3 separate regions of the Zea mays genome follow, and regions 1 and 3 are each linked to region 2. Evidence: chromatin contacts called from public Hi-C data. All regions are on one chromosome and are shown on one strand. The core of a region is the stretch at or near the end of the contact, and the rest is flanking DNA. Distances in the headings are between cores, read along the strand shown. Region 1 holds the start of LOC100216945. Region 2 holds the start of LOC103651286 (zinc finger MYM-type protein 1-like). Region 3 holds the start of LOC100275866 (F-box/kelch-repeat protein).

Region 1 (2,946 bases), core at 253-2,752, 230 kb after region 2:
TTATTTTATACACTTATTCCTAATTTATGGTGTTGTTTCTCTCTGAAGTGAGTAAAATTGTGAAGTGAGCCTTCATGTTTTCTATGTGATTGGTACCAATAAATCCAGCATACACCTTTACCTAAGGAAGTCATGTTCAGGATAGATAATTTTAGCTCGCCCTTTAGAAAGAAGCTCCTCAAGAGTATTGTGGCTTCTCAAATTTAGCTCAATACATGCTTTAATGTTCTCACACTAATTAGTGTTTACAGGTCATCGCTAGATCATGATGCTTCATTCTAAGTACTGCAGCTCCTCAGAAGAGCTGGTGACTTGTCTGTCTGGCCTCAGAAGAGCTGAATCTGAATCGCTGGTGCTCCTTGCCTCTGGCTCTACGGTTGTGCCACAGAGCAGCTGCTCCCACGGGCACAGCACAACTGTCTTCCGCTATAGAAGTTTGGAATATTTAAAACATAAGGCGAGGAGCTGCAGCGATGAGTTGCTATATTTATGCTAGGCTGAAAGGAATAACATAACCTGAAAGCTTGTATAAGGTTATTTATGCTAGGCTGCTGGCAACCTTTCAGGTTATATGCTAGGCTGCTGGCAATCTTTCAGGTTATGTTATTCCTTTCATACTTCTATTATAGTATTCATTAGGACAACAGTCACTCAAAATCATTACTTCATTTTCATTTATCATTTGTTACTCTGATCTCATATGGGCTGCCTTTTTGGAAATAATGCTGGTGAGTTTCAGGCCTCATTGGAATCTATTCAGAATTCACTAGCAGATGAGTTGCTAAAACTGACAGAACAAGTAACTTCTGACAATAGGAGTATTGCATCTTTATTTATATGTATGCACATTGGGTTGAAATTCTATGCAGTAGTCAGTGCGTGCTGTTACCCACTAGGCCTAGCCGTAGTCAGTGACTGCACAACCACAACCCGCTCTTGTGTATTTTGCGTTTGTGGATCGCATCACATGTTATTTTGGTCCTTCTATATTCATGCTACAAGGCTGCAAACTGTGATGCTCATACATTTATGTAACCAGTAACCTATAACGACTTTGATGTATATTATATTTTGTAACTGTGAACTTGACTATCGTAGATATGTAGCTTGCTTTACAGCAACATATGCCACTCGAACGATTTTTTAGTGTACGACTGTGCTACAATAACTGTAGCGCCCGGTAGGGCGCTGCCCTATTCTAGTCCAGCTTTAGGGTGTGTTTGGTTTGAGGTCAAAGTAGGATGAGTCGGGGGCGCCACCGTCCCCTCGATTTTTTGGGATCACGCCGCCCCAAAAATCACTCCGGTGTCCACCTCGCCCCCGCTTGACTCTCAACCAAACACTATAGAAAACATGGTCGCCTCATTCTATCTCTCTTTGTACATTCAACCAAACGCACCCTTACATCCCACCAACACCAAGGCTCGTTCTCAGCCCAGTCAAGGCCTCCGGTTCGAATACACCATGACAGCGCGGCGTGTAGTCGTGTTCTTGTGCGGCCGGTGCTCCCGGTGCTCCCCATCACACCACCAAACGGACCAGGCGAGGCGTCCTCCAGGCCCTAGCTCTGTGGTGTGCGCCTCTGCGATACTGCGACTGCGGGGCGCCGGTGCCCGTCCCATCGGCCGCCGAACTGTGCGCCCCGGTTGCCCACTAGGCCACTACTGCAGTCTGCACTCTGCAGATAACACAGAGGAAGGCGGAAGCCGATGGCCGCCGTGGCAAGCCCCGCCCTCCGGCTCCGCCCGAGAGCCGCCTCTACGTCGGCGACCTCCTCCTCCGCCCCTCCTCGCTGTCGCTTCGGCTCCTTCTCTCACTCCTGTTTCAAGGCAATTCCTCTCCCCTCCTCCCCTCCTTATGCACCTAGAAATTTCCCTCTAAATGTTGCTTGTTTAGTTGGGAATTTGGCAGGGTTTTGTTTATTTGATTTTCCCAATCCATCTTCCCTATGCACATGATCTAGTCGAATGGAAGACTCGAATCTGTCTTGGTGCGGTGGCCATGTGCCAATGGGTTTTTTCATGGAAGTTCTGAGATATAACATTCGGAATTTGCTTTAAAAAGCTCGGCAGTAACTAGTTGCCTTTCTAATCATATAAAGAATAGGCACCCAAATTCCCCTCAAGGACTTAACTTGGCTGGCCTAGGCTCAGATTGATTTTTCTTTACATGCCCCCAGTCACAAGTGCCTACCTATACTTCACATAGTGTATTTCTGCACGATATTAGCTCGTAGATATGCTTAAAATTGTTCGATTTTGTTGTATTGACTAGTGCGCTGGCATGGCTTATATATCTCAGTTTGGGAGGTCATTTCCAGTTCAGAGAGTCAATGGAAGCACGATGCAGCATTTCGGTACTCTAAAAGGTAAGTAATTTACATTCTCAATATGCTTTTCCAGAAGAACTTTGTTGAATTAGAGTAGCAGTTTGTGCTGATCTTTTACTCCACGCTAGCAGCTCAAGTTTTTAGCAGCACTGGCGACCATGATGGACGATTTCATATTAAGAGGACTATATGCTTTGCTGCTACGGACAAGCAGGAGCCGGTCGTTTCACGTTACTCAGACATGCCGGTTTTGCATGAGGCAGAAAGTGGTACTAAAGTTACCCCTGCATCTGAAAACTCCTACTTCGCTGGCAGAGGTGCTGGAAAACCAGGATTCATCTCTTTTCAAGAAAGCACCTTCCGAAAGTCAACTGTGGAGAGCGTGCCACATCCTGGCAAGGAAGCATCTCGATTAGTTTGGTTTATTGGCCCTACTATTCTCGTGTCTTTCTTGGTTCTTCCATCTCTTTACTTGCGCAAAGTACTCTCAGCAGTGTTTGAAGATTCCTTGTTGACAGGTATCCTTTCTTTGATAGTTTCAGGACTGTGGTGTTTGTTTTCTAGATTATGGATGTTTCATAACGATTATAGGGTAGACCTCGTGCCAGAGACTCCAA
Region 2 (3,034 bases), core at 470-2,969:
ACGGCGCCAATGACGCTCCGGGGTACGAGTACAGTTTGAGTCGCTGCTTGCGTCGACGGTGAAACTAGATCGATACCGGAAGGCGGAACGGACAGCCTCCTTAATTTGTCGGGTGGATGATCGATCATGCAGGAACAGGTCGTATCTGATGAACAAGGCGCGGGCGTTCCTGGAGCTCTTCTTCGCGATGTGGTTCGTGATGGGCAACGTGTGGGTGTTCGACGCGCGGCTGGGGTCGTTCCAGCGCGCGCCGAGGCTGTACGCGCTCTGCGTCAGCCTGCTGGCCTGGAACGCCGTCGTCTACTCGCTCCCGTTCCTCCTCTTCCTCCTGCTCTGCTGCTTCGTGCCCGCGGTCGGCTACGCGCTCGGCTACAACATGAACTCGGCCTCCGTCGGCCGCGGCGCCTCCGACGAGCAGCTCGCCGCGCTGCCGCGGTGGCGGTTCAAGGAGCCCGACGTGGCAAGGGACCGGGAGCGCGATGACCAGGCGAGTAACTTGAATCCGTTTCTGTTGCGTATGCAGTTATGCACAGACACGCTGCACGCACAAATTAATGATCACAGCAACTATTAAACTACCGCATCAATTATATTAGCAGAAAATATTAAAAAAACAGTTAGAAAAAAGGGAGGCCAGGAAGAAATTCGGCAAAGAACAAATGATTGGTGGACTCAAGTACCGCAGGCCGGAATAGGGGTAGCGCGAAAGTGGAAACGTGCGAGTACGAAACTAGAACGTGCTACCTTTTTTTGGATGGTACACTAAATATAACAAGTCCAAACTGTGCTTTTTTTGATACCATGATCGCTGTCATGTTGAAACTGTGATCTGAACTGCTTGAAATCACGCAGCTAGCATAGCAGTCTTGTAAAACCCATGTCTGAAACTGCAACTGTAGGAGTGCTGCATCTGCCTTGCGCAGTACGGGGAGAAGGAGGAGGTTCGGCAGCTGCCGTGCACGCACGTGTTCCACCTCAAGTGCGTGGACAGGTGGCTCAGGATCATCTCCTCTTGCCCTCTCTGCAAGCAAGAGCTCAAGTGACTGATGCCTACTCCGCTCCTACAGAGAGATGTGGGTGTATTCTCCCTCCCTTACTCTGACTGCGCCTGCCGATCAGCCACACCTACTACATATATACCACGACGACCGCCGGACGATGCGTGCGTCGCACCTCTCGCGAGGATCTCTCGGCGGGCCCGTGCTGACCTCTAGTAGACGCTGACAAATGATGTGCAGCAGGCGGCAGGTGAATTCGGTACCTTTTTTTTTTGTCTAGACTAGATCAAATGGGAATTGTGTAAACAAAAAGGTCTCTTTTTTTTTATGTATGTAACAATGTGTTGTGCGCCCTTGCTTCATTCAAGACTGAATGCATACTTTTCTTTGTGCTAGCTGGAGATCAAATGGCGCAGTGTACCGTGTTTTCTTTGTTGGGACTTGAGCATTTGCGCTGCTATGTCCCCGTTTGTTTCGGCTTTTCGTAGCTTCTGGCCACCAAAAGTTGCTGCAAACGGCCAAACACTCAGCTTTTCAGTCAGCTTCTATAAAATTCGTTTGGGTAAAAACCATTCAAAATCAACATAAATATATAATCGGTTGAGTCATCGTAATAGTAGTTATCCGTCACTTTATAGATCCTGAGCCCTATGGACAACTTTATCTTCCTTCAAACGTAATCTTAATGATACTCAGATTCTCAACACAGCCAGATTTTCCCCACAGCTAGATTCTCGGAAAAGCTGGTCAGAAAAAAGCTGAACCAAACAGGCCCTCTCCTCTCACCTGTCGAGTCAAATGTACAAGTGTCCAGTACGTTAGAGCATATCGAGAACTCAGTCGCGCCCGACAAGATTTGACGCGATTCAAAGGCCTGAACTAGTTTTAGAGTCGAGGCCTGATCGCTCCTGTCGACTTTGGGATTAGGCCTGGCTTGGCCCGTTTCCGTGCTCGGTCGGATTTTGGTGCCGAGTATGACCTAGCCCAACAAGACTACATGCATTCAAGCCTTTTTAATTTGACTGCTCATGCCGTGGAGATAGCGCACTTTGCTATCCTCAGTAATCGAGTACAATAGAGATTTGCGTCTGCATACACATCGAAGTTTAAAATAAAGGATAAAACAGAAGACGACATAAAATAACTGCTGGAGACAAACTAAGAGTGAATTTAGTTGGAATTTGTCGTAGAACAATTGTAGTCTACGAGCATCTTTAACATGAGTCCTGAACAAGATTGTATTTTAAAATATAGGACTAACGTCAAATAGACTCATCAAAATTTATTAATATTAACAATTATAGAACTCAGACTCTCGAGTCATAAATATAAGACCACATATGCTAGAACTTGATCCCATTTTGTACACTTTCTAGCTTTATTTTTTAAATAGCATGGCCTATTTTTTAATAACATGATATTGGACTTAACTGTTAGAGCTACAATTATTTTGGTGTCCCTACTCAGGTCATGTTTTAATTTTTATGACTTAAACATAGGGCTTTTTGTTGAAGATGCTCTAGGATTCACTATAAAAACTATTTAGAGTACACAGTACCTCTAGATCGTACCTCTAGATCCTTACATGAATATTTAAGTTGAAGTAAACTGTTTTGTTCTTGTTAGGATATACTCAGCAGCAGGGGCGGACCCACAGGGGGGTCCGGGTGGGCCCTGGCACACCCTAAGCCAGGCCCATCGGAGACCCCACCCGTTCATCTGCCGAGCGCTGAAGGCCGTTTCAACTTCCCGATCCTTCAGCTTCCAGTTCCCAGAATCACGAGTGCGGCTGTTCCTGGCGACTGGCGACTGGCGACCTCAACCTGGCTGGCGAGCGCGCGTTGCGCGGTTGGACGGCTGTCTGCAGGTGGCCTGGCTTTCTGTTCCTGACGAGCACCTGGCTTCCTGTTCCTGACGAGCGCGCGGCTGTAGTGCTGTGGCGAGCGGCCGAGCGGGTGCCTGCTCTGCTCTTCGATTGCTGCTGGTGAGTGGTTGCCTGCTCTGCTTTTGGATTGGTTGTGTTCTGTATGATAGGG
Region 3 (2,943 bases), core at 290-2,789, 250 kb after region 2:
GGAAAGAGCGGTCCTCGCTATCAAATGATGATTTACAAAATCTAGCTGTTGCGACCGCTGAAGCTGTAATTTATAAAGATAAAATGCTACTGGAATAGAAACGTTTCGGATTAAAGCTAACCAAACAGCAAGAGTGGCACACCATACAAGAATATCTTTTTGTCTTTCACGACTTGACTTGCAAGTGGCAAACAGCGGTTGCTCCACTTGATTTGGTGTGTCGCCGCCGTGAGTTCAGCGTGGGCCCCTTGCAGCAACGGCCAACGCCAGCTCATCCAGCCCCACCGGCGAGCAGCCCAGGATGGCACGGCCCAGCGGCTGGGCCTGCACAGCTGGTGCGCAGGGCACCCAGTCCCACCGGGCCACGGCGATGGCGTTCCCCTCCTCCCACAGCTCGTAGAGCACCGCGCCGTTCGCCGGCTCGGCCGCATTGTACACGTACCCGCCCGCGGCGTTGCCGCACACCCCGATCGACAACGTCATGTCGTCCAGTTCCTCTTCGTCGTCGTCGTCATCAGTGTCGTCACGACGAAACAGCCTCTCGGACAGCTCCGGCGGCATCGCATCGCTGGATGCGGAGGGGCTCTGTTCCAGAGTGTCGCCGTCCACCTCCCATGCCTGGACGACGACCGTGCACTCTGCCTCCTTGTCTGCCCGCTTAGCCCCGAACAGAAGGAGGCGGTCCTCGGCGCCGGCGCGGCCGGGCGCGACGCCCCACGTGGTAACGGCGGCGTCGGGGCCGAGACGACGGGTGGGGCCCCACCGCCGGTTCGCCGGGTCGAACCAGCTCGCCCACCCGGTGGTCCTCTCCACGAGGTACACCCGCTGGTCCGTGGCGGCCGTGGAGAGCCACGTCGCGGCGGCTGAGTCCCTGAGCGCGTCCGGCATCGGATCGCAGGCGGTCCACCCGCCATCCTCGTGGACCTCGACCGCGGCGGCGTTGCCGCCCTCGGCCAGCGCCAGCCGGCACGCGCCGCCGAGCGCGACGACGCGGTCGCCCACCGCGGCCAACACCGGGTCGATGCGCCACACGCCGGGGGCATCCAACGCGACGCATCCGGCCGTGCCGAGCGGATCGGCCGCGACGGCGAGCCCCGAGAGCGAGAGCGCGCAGACGCGGTCCCCGCGCGCGCCGCGCAGGAGGCGGACGTGCGACGGCGTGGCGTGGCGCGGCGCCGGCACGGCGAGCCAGGCGCCCGAGCACGGGTCGTACGCCGCGGCGCACCGGAGGCCCCCGCGGCCCTGGAGGTGCACGACGAGCCAGGGCAGCCGCAGCGGGCGGCGGCGCAGCGCGGCGCGCACCGCGCGGAGCCACTCCCGCGAGACCCGCGCCGCGGCGGCGAGGTCGGCCACCGGCACCCGCTCCACCACGGACTCGAGCACGTCGCCGTAGAGGTACATCGCCGCGAGCGACGCGCCGTCGGGCACGCACGTCTCCTGGTGGCACCGGTGCTTCGGATGGTGAGCTCGAGCGCTGACGCCCATTCCTTTCCCCCGCAAGGATTCGCTAGGAGACAGCTCACAAGTGGGCTGTGTTGCTGTGATGATCTGATCTGATGGCCAAGGATAAATAGAGCGGAGTGGGGCCGTGGGGGTGGGAGTGGGCCGGCGGGGGCGCCAGCTTTGGAAAACCACGAGCGGTGCCGGTGCCGCGTGCCGCCGGGGTCAATGAAATGGAAATGGTGATAGTGTAGTACAGAGATAGGGTGGGCAGGGCATGGCGGCAGGGGCAAAGCTGTCGAGATGTGCGAGGGGCCAAATAAGCAGACATCGCTAGTCCGTTCGAACAAAAGCGACGTAAGGCTTATCGTTTTACTACGTATATAGAATTCTCAAATGGAGCGGAGCCTTCGGCACGGTTTGTTTCGGCTTCTGCTAGCTCTGCGGACTGCTAAACGTTCAACTTTTCAGCTAACTTCTATAAAATTCGTTGAGGCAAAAATTATCCAAAATCAACATAAACACATAATCGGTTGAGTCGTTGTAATAGTAGAAATTCATCAATTTCTAAATCCTGGACCCTATGAATAATTTTATCTTACTCCACACGTAATCGTAATGATACTTAGATTCTCCCCACAACCAGATTTTCAGAAAAGCTGGTCAGAAAAAAGCTTAACCAAACAGACCCTTGGATCGTTCGTCCGCAGCGAGCTCTAGAGCATCTCCAACAGAACCCAAAAATTAATCTCCCCGTACAAGAGAATAAGGATCTCCCAATATCTCTTAATTTCATTCTATGGGTACCGTCTCCAAAAGATCCCAAGATTTTCTCAAAATTTAAATCCATAAAGGCTCACAAATGATGTATGTAGCTGCCATCTCAAACCTCTCTATGCTGCCCCCAAACGTTGTGCGGACGTCGTCGTGCATGCACAAGAATCCTGTCGTAAAGATCAACGGTGGATTTCGGAGTGGCGGCCGCGGACAGAAACCAATGCTGACGATGGCTTGTTGACTTGGTGAACACGCGAACTCGCTTGTGGCTTCGACACAGGCTGGCGCCAAATGCTGAAACAGACGCAGGAACAACGTACGAGGCTCTATAGGGAGCTCGGGCGACGGCGAAGTTTTGCGCCATATACATGGATTTATTCGCCTGCGGTGGTTTAGGGATGCTTGAAAGGGTACTGTTGGGATCATTTTTTTTCTTTTTATCCTAAAATAAGGATCAGGATGGGTTTTTGGGCTCTCTTAGAGATGCTCTTAGACCGGAAATTATAAAACTAATAGTTAGCCAATAAAAATTAGTTGTTAGGTTTTAAACATCGTCAGCTAATACCGTAATTAATTATTAGCTACTTCATAGCTAACAATTAATTTATTAGTTGACTCAACTTAACTAATAATTTATTAAAGCATCTCAAGAAGTCCCTAAACCAATCACAAAACTGTTTTTAGCGAGAGAAAAAAAAAATCACATTTTAAGCTCTCCGACAGCTC

What was found. Hi-C and Micro-C count contacts between places; a contact is called where the count stands out from the background.
Region 1: a Hi-C map of leaf shows a contact between it and region 2, with 6 times the contacts expected there. The contact joins the promoter of LOC100216945 here to the promoter of LOC103651286 in region 2. A contact is called at or near these places in 5 of 25 Hi-C or Micro-C datasets (bundle sheath, ear, leaf and 1 more).
Region 3: a Hi-C map of endosperm shows a contact between it and region 2, with 1.8 times the contacts expected there. The contact joins the promoter of LOC100275866 here to the promoter of LOC103651286 in region 2. A contact is called at or near these places in 5 of 25 Hi-C or Micro-C datasets (bundle sheath, ear, endosperm and 2 more).

The regions. Positions count from the first base shown.
Region 1 is chr3:210,371,083-210,374,028 of Zm-B73-REFERENCE-NAM-5.0, reverse strand. It overlaps LOC100216945, which reads left to right and starts at 1,502. Exons shown (of 5, transcript NM_001143327.1): 1 at 1,502-1,829; 2 at 2,302-2,368; 3 at 2,461-2,847. The coding sequence starts at 1,710.
Region 2 is chr3:210,601,485-210,604,518 of Zm-B73-REFERENCE-NAM-5.0, reverse strand. It overlaps LOC103651286 (zinc finger MYM-type protein 1-like), which reads left to right and starts at 1,719. Exons shown (of 2, transcript XM_008676910.2): 1 at 1,719-2,982. It overlaps LOC103651287 (E3 ubiquitin-protein ligase At4g11680), which reads left to right. Exons shown (of 3, transcript XM_008676912.3): 1 at 1-22; 2 at 133-487; 3 at 900-1,393. The coding sequence ends at 1,043.
Region 3 is chr3:210,351,603-210,354,545 of Zm-B73-REFERENCE-NAM-5.0, reverse strand. LOC100275866 (F-box/kelch-repeat protein) reads right to left here and starts at 1,539. Exons shown (of 1, transcript NM_001149835.2): 1 at 51-1,539. The coding sequence starts at 1,485. The coding sequence ends at 235.